Linked DNA regions of Sus scrofa: region 1 is linked to region 2. Evidence: chromatin contacts called from public Hi-C data. All regions are on one chromosome and are shown on one strand. Each heading gives the region's core, a stretch centred on a gene start, on an enhancer-like site or on the middle of the called end of the contact. The rest is flanking DNA. Distances are from core to core; before and after follow the strand shown. Region 1 overlaps ANTXR1 (anthrax toxin receptor 1). Region 2 has its middle 63 kb from the start of GFPT1.

Evidence for each region. A called contact is a pair of places that touch in the nucleus more often than the background predicts.
Region 1: a Hi-C map of omental adipose tissue shows a contact between it and region 2, with 2.4 times the contacts expected there. The contact joins two enhancer-like sites. A contact is called at or near these places in 3 of 47 Hi-C or Micro-C datasets (embryonic fibroblasts, mesenteric adipose tissue and omental adipose tissue).

The regions. Positions count from the first base shown.
Region 1 is chr3:73,290,907-73,297,688 of Sscrofa11.1, forward strand. The region is part of intron 10 of ANTXR1 (anthrax toxin receptor 1); the gene reads right to left. Among named protein-coding and RNA genes, the nearest start is that of ANTXR1, 100 kb to the right of the region's middle. Within about 2 kb of position 3,180, at least 3 of the 83 cell types and tissues checked have an H3K27ac peak or open chromatin away from gene starts, as enhancers often do. A contact at or near this core is called in omental adipose tissue, where this site is marked.
Region 2 is chr3:73,088,280-73,095,476 of Sscrofa11.1, forward strand. No RefSeq gene overlaps it. Among named protein-coding and RNA genes, the nearest start is that of GFPT1, 63 kb to the left of the region's middle. Within about 2 kb of position 3,957, at least 2 of the 83 cell types and tissues checked have an H3K27ac peak or open chromatin away from gene starts, as enhancers often do. A contact at or near this core is called in omental adipose tissue, where this site is marked.

The DNA.
Region 1 (6,782 bases), core at 1,930-4,429, 200 kb after region 2:
TACATAGACTGAATGTGTGTGGGTTTTTGTTGTTGTTCTTATTTTTTTCTTTTTTCTTTTGGCTGCACCTGCTGCATGCAGAAGTTCCTGGGCCAGGGATTGAACTGTGCCACAGCAGCAACCCAAACCATTGCAGTGACAAGGCCAGATCCTTAACCTGCTGCACCACAAGACAATTCCAATGTGTGGTTTAAAATCAGAGGAACTGAAAGTTAAAAATTTCAAAATGTCTGTTTAATTATATTTTCTATCAAACATCTTTTTAGGCATTTGGAATTCCTAGGAAAATGGAAAGGTTTAGTGAACATGTGTGTGTACATATGTACATATACACATGCTTATATAGCTACACATACACACTTCCATCTGCATCTGTGCATGTATCTCTATATAGCTATACTGATTTTGTGTAAAACTGTATACTCATGGTCTCATTTGACTTATTATTTATTCACAACTTGGGAAACTGAGGCCCAGAGAAGTTGGTTAATTGAATTAGCATTGTGCCACTAATTAAAGTCAGAGCTGGAATTCAAACCCAGTTTTGCTGCAATGGCTTGCTCATGGTCAACCCAGCTAGTTTGTTCAACAGATGTTAAGTTAGGTAGCTACTTTATATTATCACCTTCTCACACTAGTTTTATGATGTAGCCTGAAGTACACCATGTGCTGAGGTGTACTGGCCACTTGCAGGCAAATGGTTAAGACCCTTCCTGGGTGAGGCTGGATAACAGTTGGCAGCTTGTCTTCCATGAGAGGCAGCCAGGGCTGGGAAGCTCTGTTAAGGTTCGGGTGCCTTCTGAGAGATTCTGACCTACTGTAACGAACCCATGTTCCAGAACCATACATTCAAATGTGTAGATTCCCAGGTTTTGATCTTGAATCAACTGTAATTCTTTTCAGACGGGTGAAGAAGTTTCTAGAATTCTTCCCTGAGTTGGTGATGGCCTAATGGATTAGGGATAAAACCAGGATTAAAATTTATTAGCTAATTCAAACACCCATCACAGTGAATCCTTTTATAGGGCTGATTAAATAACTGAAATACTTTCCAAGTCTTGGCAATCCGTGCTTGATATAAATATTTATTTCTGGCCAAAAGGACAAGAAAAATAACCCTTCGTCTTATCTAGGGGAGCTTACGGAAACCCTCCAAAAGCTGATGTAAGCTCCAAAGTAGAGTTTACATTCCTACTGTGACAAAATAGTGGAGGTTAGGGACTGCATGAGCTCACCCTGCTCTTTCTCCTCTTGTCCCCTGGGTCTTGGGAGAATTTTTGTGGCATCCTTGAGCCAAGTATAACTTTTCAGCACTGAATTATCAGCTAGTTGGGGAATGTGTCTCCGAAGGAAGGGAGAACAGACAGGCTAGAGTTAGACCGAATGTTTCTACCTTTTTGCTGACTTGAAAAGTAACCAGCTTTTTAAAAAGTGAGGTGTTTAAAATACTGTGCAAACACCTGAAATAAAATGATACTCAGCAGGACTTCAAGTTGATGAAATTCAAAGCATCTGGCTTGAGCTTTCTGTGGTCCCAGACAGAAAGGAGCTGGCTGATTGCCCTATTGAGACTCCTGCAGTGAAAATTCACAAACATGGGGGTGTTACTGCAAAGCGAAATGGGATCTGTTGCGTAGAGTGGGAAGAAGCTAACATTTATGAGGCAGGTGCAAATATTTGTCAGATGCTGGGCTGGAAGATTTTCATGGATGAGTTAGATAACAAGCCTATGGATTCTTTTGATGGAAAATGTTAAACTCTGTATAAGGGGACCAAGCAAAGCTTTTGAGATTTTGAAAGTGCAAAGGGTGGCTTCTACTTAGAATTAAGTAGAAGGTTGAACAATGGTTCTGAGCTCAGAGCAATGAGGAACATCGGGGAACTGTGGTATAGCACAGGGAACTCTTACCCAATATTCTGTGATAACCTACATGAGAAAAGGATCTGACAAAGTATGGATGTGTGTATATATACAACTGAATCACTTTGTTGTACAGCAGAAATGATCACAACATCGTAAATCAAATATACTTTAACAGAACTTAAAAAACAGGGAGTCAGTAGAGAAGGCGAAAAGATGGTCATGAAGCACAAGTGTGTGGGGCCAAGTTGGGAATAATCCTTAGAACATACAGGGCTGCTGTCATGTTCTCTTATGCCCAACTGAAGCCTGAAATGTGCCTTCAATATGGCAGAACCAAGCTGGCCACTATCCTTTTCCTCAGAAATGACCCACAAATATCTACCCTTTCCTTGGCCTGGAGTTTTTGCAAGGTTTCCTTGGAAGCACTCATTGGTGAGTTACTATGAGATCAGGTGATGAGTTTGGTCAACAGGTTCCAGGTAAGTTCCTTGGGTCTATACATGACTATTTCCCCAGTTTCTCTGTGTTACAGGTATCAGGTGATGTCTTTTGGTTTCCCTGCCTGTTCTTGGGCAGGGTGGAGTAGGAACAATGAGCACCTTAAGAGCCTGGGAAGCTCATCACAGCTTGCTACCATCTGGCTATGTAACCCTATCTATCCATAACCCAGAGTTCTGACCTATAAGATGGAGTAACACTCATTTCATCTAATGAGATGATATGATTAAATGCTCAACACTTAATAAACACTAGACCTGTCAACTGTTACTACTAAAGTGGGAATGCTGCTGGGCTCATTGCCTGAGGCACCTGTAAAACACAGATGTGAAGGCATGTGCAAACTGAAGAGGTCTTGTGACTTATTTACTGGGTTGTGTCAGGTGTAGCTGTGACAAGAAGAGAGTCACCTATCCAAACAGGATTTATGGACATGTATGTGATGTAGTGGTCCTCAAATGGGGGTGGTTTTGTCCCTCAGGGCATAAAAAACAATGTTTGTGATGGTTCATGTCAACCCAGAGAAATGCTATTGGCCTCTAGTGGGTAGAGAGCAGGGATGGTGCTAAGTAGCCTGCAGTTCACAAGTCATCTTTCTTCCCCTCCCCATAGAAAATTATCTGGCCCCAAATGTTGACAGTGCCAAGGTGAGAAATCCTGGCTTCATACTGTTCTTTGGCCCATTGTAGAGGGTCCTATAGATATTAGGTTCAGTGCCTCCCCCCTGCCCCATCCCTGGTTCTGGCAAAACATCCAGAAAAGTTCAGGGGTAAGATTACGGGCAGAGGAAGGAGAGAGAGCAACTCCTTGAGGACATGTTTAGAGTAAAGAAGAGTGTTTCTTGGCAAATTCCTTCATGCAGACTTTGATGAGTCCAGGTTTTCTTTGTGGTGGGTGGCACAGCAGCTGAGCCACTCTGGTGGGCGGAGCTTTATAGCTGACATGGGGACACTCCAGAGGTGAGACTTAGATTTCTGCCTAGGCTCTGTGCCGAGATGGGTGGGAAGGCTGTAGAGTAAGACTACTTGACTTATAAACAGCAGTACAAAACAAAGAGCTGAGCGCAGTCTTGGGAAAGAATAAAGTAGATCATCTTGAACACTGTGTACAAGAGGATCATGATTACGTCATGGTCCCAGAGGAAGAGGAAGGAAAAGGTGAGGGACCATGAATGCACTTCCAGGGGAGCATAGGGATGGCAGTCGTCAGCCCTGCTGGTCTCTCGATTGTCTTTTTTGGGCATATACATTCCCCAGTCCTATACAAGACTTGGACGGCTGTGGTTCTGGACTCACCACATTTTAGAACTGGTCTTTAGTACAGCTAGTCTGACGTCTCAGGATGTAAATTATTTTCTGCTCGTATTTATTGTTATTTTTATTAATTATAAAAGTAATACATGGTTAGTGTGAGAAGTCTGAGATATACAGAGAAGTATATAAAAAGGATGAAAATCCTTAATAATCCTAACTTCTAGTGATATACACTGTTAATGTTTATCACTATTTCAGAATTTTTTCTATGCATATTGTTTTTCACATGATTAGAACCATAACTACACTTAATGCTGTGGTATTTGGCATTCATTTCTCTCCAAAGTTAATAGGGACAGACTTAGGTATTGCAGGAAAACTAAATGAAGATAATGGGCTCAGGACTCTTGCAAAATATTTTCTCCTCTCAATAAATCTAGAGCAAAAATTCTTGACTGTTGACATTTACAAAACTTACAAATTATCTTCTAAGCAAAGCATCAACCTTTAAAAATTTGTAAGCTTGAGGTCAAGAAAGTGGTACACTTGAGACAGCTGTAATTTGCTAAGAATAAATATATTTTTTAAAGGTTTGTTTTCACTAGGTTGAAGATAATTTAGGATTCATGTACAAGGTATGTGCCTCCTGACACAAACTCTTGCAGCTGTGCACAATTAGGTTTGGAAGGCTTTACCTTTGGAATTGGGATTGAGGGGCAAGTCTACTGAAATGGCTAAAGCTGGAATTCCCAGCGTGGCTCAGCAGAAACCAATCTGACTAGTATCTATGAGGACACACGTTCGATCCCTGGCCTTGCTCAAGTGGGTTAAGGATCTGGTGTTGCTGTGAGTTGTGGTGTAGATCACAGATGCAGCTTGGATCCCGAGTTGCTGTGGCTGTGATGTAGGGTGGCAACTGCAGCTTTGATTTGACTCCTAACCTGGAAACCTCCATATGCTGCAGGCAGGGCCCTAATGAAAAATAAATAAATAAATAAATAAAATGGCTAAAGCCTTCCACAGCATCATGGCCATGAACTATGGCAAATGCTAACTGCCATTCCCCCCCCTCCCCAACAGGGGATGGGTAGGGGTGCCTCACTTGTGGCCTGTGGAAGTTTCCAGGGCCAGGGATTGATTCTGAGATACAGCAACAATGCCAGATCCTTAGCTTGCTGCATGATCAGGGAGCTTCCTGCCTGCTCTTAAAGAACTCAAAATGATACAGAAACTCAGAAAAGAGGTAGGAAGGAGACCCTAGGCATGTACTTGAGTAACAGTGGATGCTATTAAGCTGCTGTGGTATGCAGGTTGGGGGACAGAGCAGAATTGCAGGGAGAAGAGATACATCAGTAATATTTTTTCTTCCTTTCCTCAGAAGCACCCACCTTTTCCTCTAAATGAATATTGAGTAAATATTTAAAGCATGTCAGTTTGAAGGGAGCATAGATTTCCAGCCTGATTTGGGTTTCCCACGAGTCTGGCCCCTGTCTGTGTTCCCCACTTTTTCTTCCATCATCATATTGAAGTGACAGAGCAGAAGTATGACATGAGGAAAGGCACCATCCATGAGTATCTAGCCGTCTGGTGCAGAATAGAGGTGGTGCTGGGGTAACAGCAGCTGCAGGGAAGTTCACAAGCAGATTTCTCCTCCAACCATGCCTCAAAGAAGCCCAGTGTGTGCCAGAGACCACAGGCAGCTTACAAGTTTCCCTTGAAGGCAACTGCACACTTGGTAGAACAGGGGCAACGTCAAGGCTGACTGTCAACCAGGCCCTGCAGCAGCTCACTCTGGACTATGTCAACTTACCCCTGCAAGTTGCTCTTTTGCTCACATGTGAAAATCTTCACCACTTAGTTCCTTCTGATGGCGACTTCTCGTCTATCCCCACCCCATCCCAGATGACTAGGGCTCTTATCTGATCAAGGAAAACTGCAGTAAATTTCCACTTATCTGTATTTTTGTCTGGATTTGAAAGATAGGAACATGGACCAACAGACTCTTGACAGGAACCACTTCAGAAACAAGTCAGCAAAACCCCAACTCCTGCTGGAAGCAGGGGCAAATGGAAAACATAAGCAGATACATGAAAAGCCCCTGAAGTTCAAGGAACAGGGACCACTTGGGGAACCAGAAGAGGGGTACCTTCCCTGTGGTCACAGAGTCAGCTGCATTCACTAACGTTCTAAAGCCTGGTGCAGGGATTTTTTTTTTCCCTTGACCCAGGGTTCAAGTCTTGATTCTTTAACATGCTCTGTGACCTTGGACAAGTAGCTAAATCTCTCTGAGCTGAGGTTTCCTGGCTAGACAATGAGAGGGAGCTGTGGGAATCAGCAGCCCAAATCAGGCACACAGAATGACTGAACTTTCGGGCTCAGGGGACCCAGGGACCCGTGGGGATCTGTGTTTTGGAAGCAAGGTAGCGACGTGGGCAAAAGCCTCTGGAGTGGACTGCCTGGAGTCCAAACCACTTCTACCTCTGGCCACCTGGGTGATCTTGGGCACTTCATCTCTGAGTTTTAGTTCCCTTGTCATCAAAATGCAGATACCAATACCCGCTCCCTCACAGGGCTGCTGTGAGGATGAAATGAAGGGAAGGGAACGGTGTAGGAGCTCAGCAGTCAGTAGCTGCTGTCACTTGGATGAAGCTCATTGGTGATTCTGATTAAGAATCACAAGACAAACTGCTCCTTTATATCTCTTCCTTCTGAGTTGCACAAGTGACATTCCGTCATCAGACCCCTAAGGATGACATCAAACCCCTAAGGATGCATCCAAACTGCATTAAGTAACTTTGACTCATAGATTCAACCCTGACTAGTGAGAACGGAAAAAATAGGCTTTTGTTTTAGGAAGTTTCTGCTCTCCTTCCCTCTGCCCTCCTCCTCATCTGTCACCATAGGTGCACTGTAGACAGAGATCTCCTTAAAGGGACACCCAACAGCCCTGGGGGCCAGATGTATTCTAAGATAAAGGATAGTTTCCGGATAACTGGACAGATGTTTAAAAACAAACACACTGGAACTTCTAGGATGGAGTGCGTATTATCTCTCATTCCCTTGAGAAGCAGAGCCCCCTCTTTGGAACTCAGGGTAGAAGTGCTTTCATGACTCATGTTCAGTTCGAAAAGGCATCTTCAAAAGGGGCAACGTTTTCTCCTTCGAGA
Region 2 (7,197 bases), core at 2,707-5,206:
TTTATTTTTTGGCCTTGTCTGGAGCATGTGGAAGCTCCTGGGGCAGTGGTCAGACCTGCATCACAGCAATGGCCTGAGCTGCTATAGTAACAACCCTAGTTCCTTAACCTGCTGCACCATAAGGGAACTCCATTTGACTTTTAAGTTGAGCAATTTACATTTAAAAATGAATTTACTTTCATATAGGTTAATACCTAGCATTGTTTTGTACCTTCTCTTTCGCCTCCTAGTCCTGTGTTTCTTTTTCTCTCCTTTTTTTGACCCTTCTCTGGGTTAAATTCTTTTTTCATCCATCTTATTTTTTTCACTTCTGTTTGGATGTTATACTCTGTTTCTGTTCTTTTAGGGGTTACTGTAGAAGTCACAGTGTTCATCTATAGCATATCAAAGTCTGAAATTAATCTACTTTATTCTCCCAGACTATGGAAGGATCTTTGGAAATTTTAATTTTGTTTCTCCACTCCTTACTAACGTTATTATTACATATATTTCAATTATGTTATTTAATGACAAAAATTATTATTCTTTTATATTGTCATGTCATTGTTCCTTTAGATTTATCTATGTTCTTTATTCGTTCTTGCTTATCATGGCTGTGTCTGGGATTGCTTCCTTTGGATTTCCTTTGGTGATGCACTGCTGGAGGCGGATGCTTTCTGATTTTGCTTGTGTGAATCCATCTTTATTTTGCTGGGCATAGAATTCTAGGTTGGCAGTTATTTTCTTTTAACACATAATCTCCTTGCTTCCATTGTGGCTGAGGAGATCAGCTATTGTTCTTAAAAAGAATCTACTGTTTCTCTAAGGTGCTTTTTAGGATCCCCTCCTCAGTTTCGGTGGTCTGCAGCTTTGTTCTGTTGTTTCTAAGTGTGGATTTCTTTTTGCTTATCCTGGTTGAGATTCACTGAGCTTGACTTCATGGATTTTGAATTGGAAAAATTTCATCTAGTAACTCTTTGAATGTTGTTCCTTCTCCATTTAGCCTCTCATTTCCTTCTGGTACCTTGACTGGACATAAGTTAGACCATCTCACCCTATCCTCCATGCCTTTTAACCTGCCAGGCATATTTTTCATCTTTTGTCTCTCTGTGAATCATTCCAAATAATTTCTTCTCATCTGTCTTCTGGTCTAGTTTACTCTTAGCTGTCTCTAGTTTGTTTTGAAAGTAATTCTTTGAGGATTTTTTAAAAAACCAGCTCTATTAAGGAATACTTTATAAACCGTAAATTTTATCCATTTTCAGTGTGGAATTCCATATGTTTTTGTGAATTTATAGTGTTGTGCAACAGTCACCTCATTCCAGTTGTAGAATGTTTTTATTTCCCTAGAAATTTCTTTTTGTGCCTGATGACAGTCAATCCACTGACTTTTAAATTTCGGTGATTTTGTACATACACACATTTTGTGTTGCCTTAGAAGTTCTTTTTGGTTATTTTTCAACCTTGGTCACCATTTTCTCTTCCTTGAAGCTTTTTTCGTCTTTGTCTTTTACTTCTTTAAACACAATATACAGAGTTATTTTTAAGTCTATGCCTGATATTTCAGGTATCTGGACAGTCTGTTGTTTCTGCTGGCATTCATTCCTGATGGCTTGTTTCTTTGTGTGGTTTGTTCACTTCAACTGTGAGTTCCTCAGAGAATTACTTTGAAGCCTAGGATGAAGGTGTATTCCTTCAGAGAGGTTTTGCATTTAATTCTGTGAGGTGCCTAAGACTACCAGTTCAGAATTGCTTTCTGTGTTCATGGTTTGAAATCTTTGCCATCAAGTAGAATTTGGGGCTTAAATGTGCACAACTTTAACTCCTAAAGGACCTGTTTGGGATCTGGTCATCCCTGTTTCCCAGTCCAGTTTTACCAAGAGAGACTATTATGCCTCTTTTTAGGCCTTGAGGAAGTAGCTCTTAAATTTTAATGTGCTTGAGCAGTCTCAATTAAAAAGTGCAGATGCTCAGGTCAACAGCAGAGACTAGGATTCAGGGGGTGGAGTTGCAGCCCAGGAACCTGCATTTCTAACAATCACCAAAGATAATCTGGATACGAGTAGCCAAGATCCACATGTTGAGAAACATCATCTTTAGATCTCATAGCGTCATTGTGTCCAGGTATAGCCTCAGGCAAGAGTGTGTATGAGCCATGGTTCTCTGTCTCCCTGGAGGAAAACATTCATTGCAGTGTTCAGTCACCATTTATCTCTCTATATTCATGGGCTGACCTACTCATGTCTACCCTTTGGACCACGGTATGAGAGGGAGCACGGTGTACCCCTGCAGATCTGAATCTGAATGAATTAATAAGAGAAAAAGGACCTTGCATATTGTGGTATTGTGATGTATAATAAGAAATATATATTTGTTCTTTAGTTTCTGGCACAGAACTCCTAACCCCCTTGGAATTGCTTGAGTGATGAGCATCATAAAGATGCTTTTGATGTTAAGTAACTTTTGGAAAGCTCCTGGGTCACTAGGGATGGGGTTAGTTGCCAAGGGAACCAACCACATGATTAGAAGTTTAGAACTTTCAGTCCCATCCTCTGATTTCTAGGAAGGGGTGAGGGGGCTGGAAGTTGAATCAATCAGCAGTGACCATTGAGTCAAATCAACTATGCCTGTGTGATGAAGCCTCCATATACATCGAAAAGGACAGTGTTTGGAGAGCTTCTGGGTTGATGAACACATGGAAGGAAGGGCTGGGAAAGCATGAAGACTCTGTGCCTCACCCCGTGCATCTCTTCTCTCTGGCTGTTGATTCATATTCTTTAATGTCTTTTGGAATAAGCCAGTAATTTAGTGAGTAAACAGGTTTCCTGAGCTCTGTGAGATGCTCTAGCAATTTAATTGAACCCAAGTTAGGGGTGCGGATGATGGGAATCTCTGATTTATAGCCAGTCTGTCAGAAGCACAGGTTGATAACCTGGATTTGTGATTGGCATCTGAAGTGGAGGACAGTCTTGTGGGAATGAGGCCTTAGCCTGTGGCCTCTGATGCCCTTTCTGGATAGGCAGTGTCAGAATTGAGTTGATTGCTAGGTGGGGAGGGGACTGCCCTCCCCCCTCCCCCATTGGAACTGGTATCAAACATTCATAGAGTTGTTCAAATACTTACAATATTGGGAAGGAAGTAATAATGTAAAAGGCCTGGTTTATACAAAAAATTATTTAGCTCCTCTATTCTCGCCACCAGTTGGAGCCGAGCTAAGCAGAGACATCCTTTTCTTGGTGTGATGCTTGGATTGAAACACACTAGGATGAGCCAATTCGCCTTTCTCTAAAGTCTTTTTCTGGCTCCCACATACCCTGGCTGAGATGGAAATGTGTGAATTGAAGGCCGATTTGAGATCGAAAAAGATAGTGAACTGGGGCCTTGAAGCTCTTAAACACTTATTACCTGAGAAAATGTCTATAAAAGTACTTTTAAGCCTGTAATATAAGTAACGTATGTAATACATGTAACATATGGAGGGTGAAACTTAAGAAATGTGAATGGGAAGGAGGTAAGAGAAAGTATCACATATTCTCTATGAAGAACTTTAAAAGGTAAGTGAAACTATAGCAAACCAGATTTAAAAAAGAAAGAAAGAGAAATCCCACATTTGACCAGACTTAATAAACAACTTAAACTCTATGTGTTGCAACGTCACTATGTCTCTGTGGGTCTGGTTTCCTGGTTTCAAGGGGGACATTTCAGGTAAAAGCCATTCTCGCTGCTCGGCAATAAATCTCATGCTTTATACACTTGAAAATAATAAAGTTCTTGATTCCAGTTAATTTCACTTTTCTTTTATGTTATTAATACCCCTGTCCTTTCGAAAACTGGAATGTGGAATGCAATGTGGCAGATGTTAAAAAGTGGGAAAAAGCTGTTGGAAAATAATCTGATGTCAATTTACTTTTCTCCTGGAGTAGAGCAATCCTTTCCCTGGTACTTGGGCCCAGACTGTCGACCTCAGGCGGGCAGATGGAAAAGGGTGGCTGTCACTGCTGCCTTCTCTTCTGTCCCTCTTGTTGGGGGGATTGGAGATCCCCGCTTGGGTGTAAGTGGGTCAAACGTGTTCATACTTGTCTAAGTGGGTGGGTGGGGCCCCCCAGAGGCCTATTCAGGTGAACTGAGCAGCCTCCTGTGGGTTAGACTGGATGCCTCTGACCTCAGCAGCTGGAGGGCAGGGTATCCTGAGACAAGCCAGGAGCCACCACTTGGACTGGCCCTTGGATATATGGCTGAGGTCTTCATGAGACAGGCTGGGACCTGGGACCCTTTGCTGCAGTGTTTGCACCTAGACAAACATCTCTTCAAGCAACAAAATACAAAGAAACTATATGGGACTAAAAATAACTGCATGCACAGTTGGGGCAAATTATGGACAACAAGACACAAAAATACCTAAAAAACCCAATTGCCACTTTTTTTTTTAATAGCAAGCAAGCAAGCAAACAAAGTCTTTACTACAGAAAAACAAATAGCTCCCAGGACAGCTGGGAGCGGGGAGGAGAGCCCCTCTCTTTATTGTCTTTTTTTTTTTTTTTTTTTTTTTTTTTTTTGTCTTTTTGCCATTTCTTGGGCGGCTCCCGCGGCATATGGAGGTTCCCAGGCTAGGGGTTGAATCAGAGCTGTAGCCACCGGCCTACACCACAGCTCACAGAAACGCCAGATCCTTAACTCACTGAGCAAGGCCAGGGATCCAACCCGCAACCTCATGGTTCCTAGTTGGATTTGTTAACCACTGAGCCACGACGGGAACTCCCTCTCTATTGTCTTATAGGGATTTTTAGCCCTTAAAAATAGGAGGGTGGGTGGGTACCAATGTGGGCTCCAGAAAGAGGTGGTTTTCTCCCATTGGCCTTTTCCAATAACCTGTATCAGTCCCAACTGCCACTTCTGAAGAGCTGGGAGAAAAAGCAGGGGACTATGCGTGTCCCCCCCACACACCCTGGTCAAAGAGGTGGGCAAACCACCTAAGCTACCCCTCTAGCCTGACCCCTGGGCCCACCTGTACCCCATGTAAGGAACCAGCTTGCCCCTGCCTCCAGGGATGAGCAAGGGACGTCACTTGTTTTCCCTCTGTCCCCCACCACCTCGTTGCAGCAGGGCCCTGAATAAAGCCTTGCCTGTGTTTCTTGTCTGGCCTCTTAGCAATTTCTAAGGAAAGCCAAGAACCCTGATTGGATGCCAACCCATTCGGATGGCAAGGGCCTCTAATGCTAAACTTGTCAACAAGCCAGTTAATGGGCCCAACAGCTTGGTTTGGTGCTTATTCCTTGAGCAGAACACCGAGGGAAGTGAGGACTCCTCCACAGCTTCACTACATCCCACCAAGTGCCTTGACTTCTGGGGAGAATGCAGAGGTGACAGGGACACCACCGCAGGCTAGGCTGCGCTGTGCCTCTTCTCTCGATAGCTCTGTTCAGGGGTGCATCTCAGTGTACCCCTAGGATGCTCTGTGAGCAGGTGGGAGAAAAGCCCAGCGTGAAGATGGTCACAGTGGGCCACATGTTAATGCTATTTTACGGCCCTGCAGGCTTGTGGGGCCCAAGGAAACTTGGGTTTCATAAAAAAGGAAAAGCATACTGTAGTTGGCAAACAAAATGCATCTATGTGTGTGTGTGTGTGTGTGTGTGTGTGAAATGAGCCTTCATTTAGAAACTTTGGCCATGGTTTCATCCAGTTCCCCACCACTTTTTAAATGATATTTTCTGAGCCTGGAAACCAAGCAGGCAGATCATGGAATTTTGGCTGGAGATGTTTTTCAAAAAATGTAGGCTAGCAGTGAAAAAGGAGGTGGGAATTTGGCCGGGAGGCCTCTATGGGCTGCAAACCAAGCAGGGTTACCATGGTGGTGCGTCTACTGTTTATACAAACAAAGGTTTTTCCTGACAAACATACTTCATATTTAATAATCCTCACTCTACAGGGGCCTCTTCGCTTTGTGTGTTGTTAGTTTGAGCCATTTGGACTCGAGTAGAATTTTATTATTTTGCGAGGCTGTTTTCAGGCACCCAATGCACTTCAAAACTAAGTGTTAAGGACTGCTATCTCGAAGGGCAAGGGTGAGCGGTGGCTAGTGGAAGAGAAATCAACCTGCAGTATGACAGTGTGACACAGGCTTTTCATGGATCTAAACTTTATGGGACCAGCCTATACGGAGCATCCAGAGGTATAGACTGCCATTGCAATTTAGGTCACGAGCGTGACAAAACGTGACTCCACTTCCCTAACTTCTCTGCCTCTTCAGACCACTTGCAGCCTTCCCAGTCAACCATGTGTCCTGTTGCCATTGCCTGAGGGGTGAGCCCACAACCAGGCATCTGTGAAGCCTTAACAAGCTCCAGTATTGTACAAGGACCCATTTGGTGACTAGTAATGGAAAATCCTACTCTCTTGAATTGAAGCACAAAAGGGACTTTACTGGATCATGTTAATTGGAAAGGCAGGGGAGTAGATCAGGCCTCAGGAATCACTGGATCCAGCTTACCTGCCCCTGTCTCCAGAGGGTCCCAGATTCTGGCAGATCTGACATTGCTCCCTCTAGTCTCTAGGAAGATTGAGTCCTTCTAGAAACTTACAGTATGAAATAAGGAACAAAGAGAGTGCTTTCAGTCATCCTTTTCCCAGGAACATAAAGGGATTAGAAATCTCTGAAAGTTTGGGTAGAGCTGTTTGCATTTTTCCCCCTCCCCGAACATCTGGACACATCTGTGGACCTGTCCAGAAGCTTAGAGCAGCCTATGAGGGTCTCCAGTTGTTGACTCATCACGGCCCTCTGGGGTCTCTGAAGCCATCGAGGAGCACCAGACTTCTGAACTGATGCCCCTCCCAGCATTTCCCTAATGAATAAACTGGTTCTGTCCCAAGGGTACCAAAGTGCCTGATGTCCGAATGTGCAGCACCAGGCCTCCAGTGATCCAGACTAACCCCGTTATGCACCCTGGGTATCCCAGCCAGCTGGGGTCTATCCATCAGCATCATTTACCTCAACTTCAGGGCTCTTCACAACTACTGGACCTCAGTGTCCCCCACTGCCCTCAATTATACAGGCATTTCTGAAAGTCCTCTGGAGTTTTGCCCAGGTGTTTGGGGACAAGTGCACACCTAGGGTCTTCTGCTAGGCCTGGGTTGGATGTCTGCCACACCTGTCGTGCCCTCTCCTTGAGCCATGCCTGGCTCCACCCACCCCTCCCTGGTCACCCCAAAGCTGCAGACTTT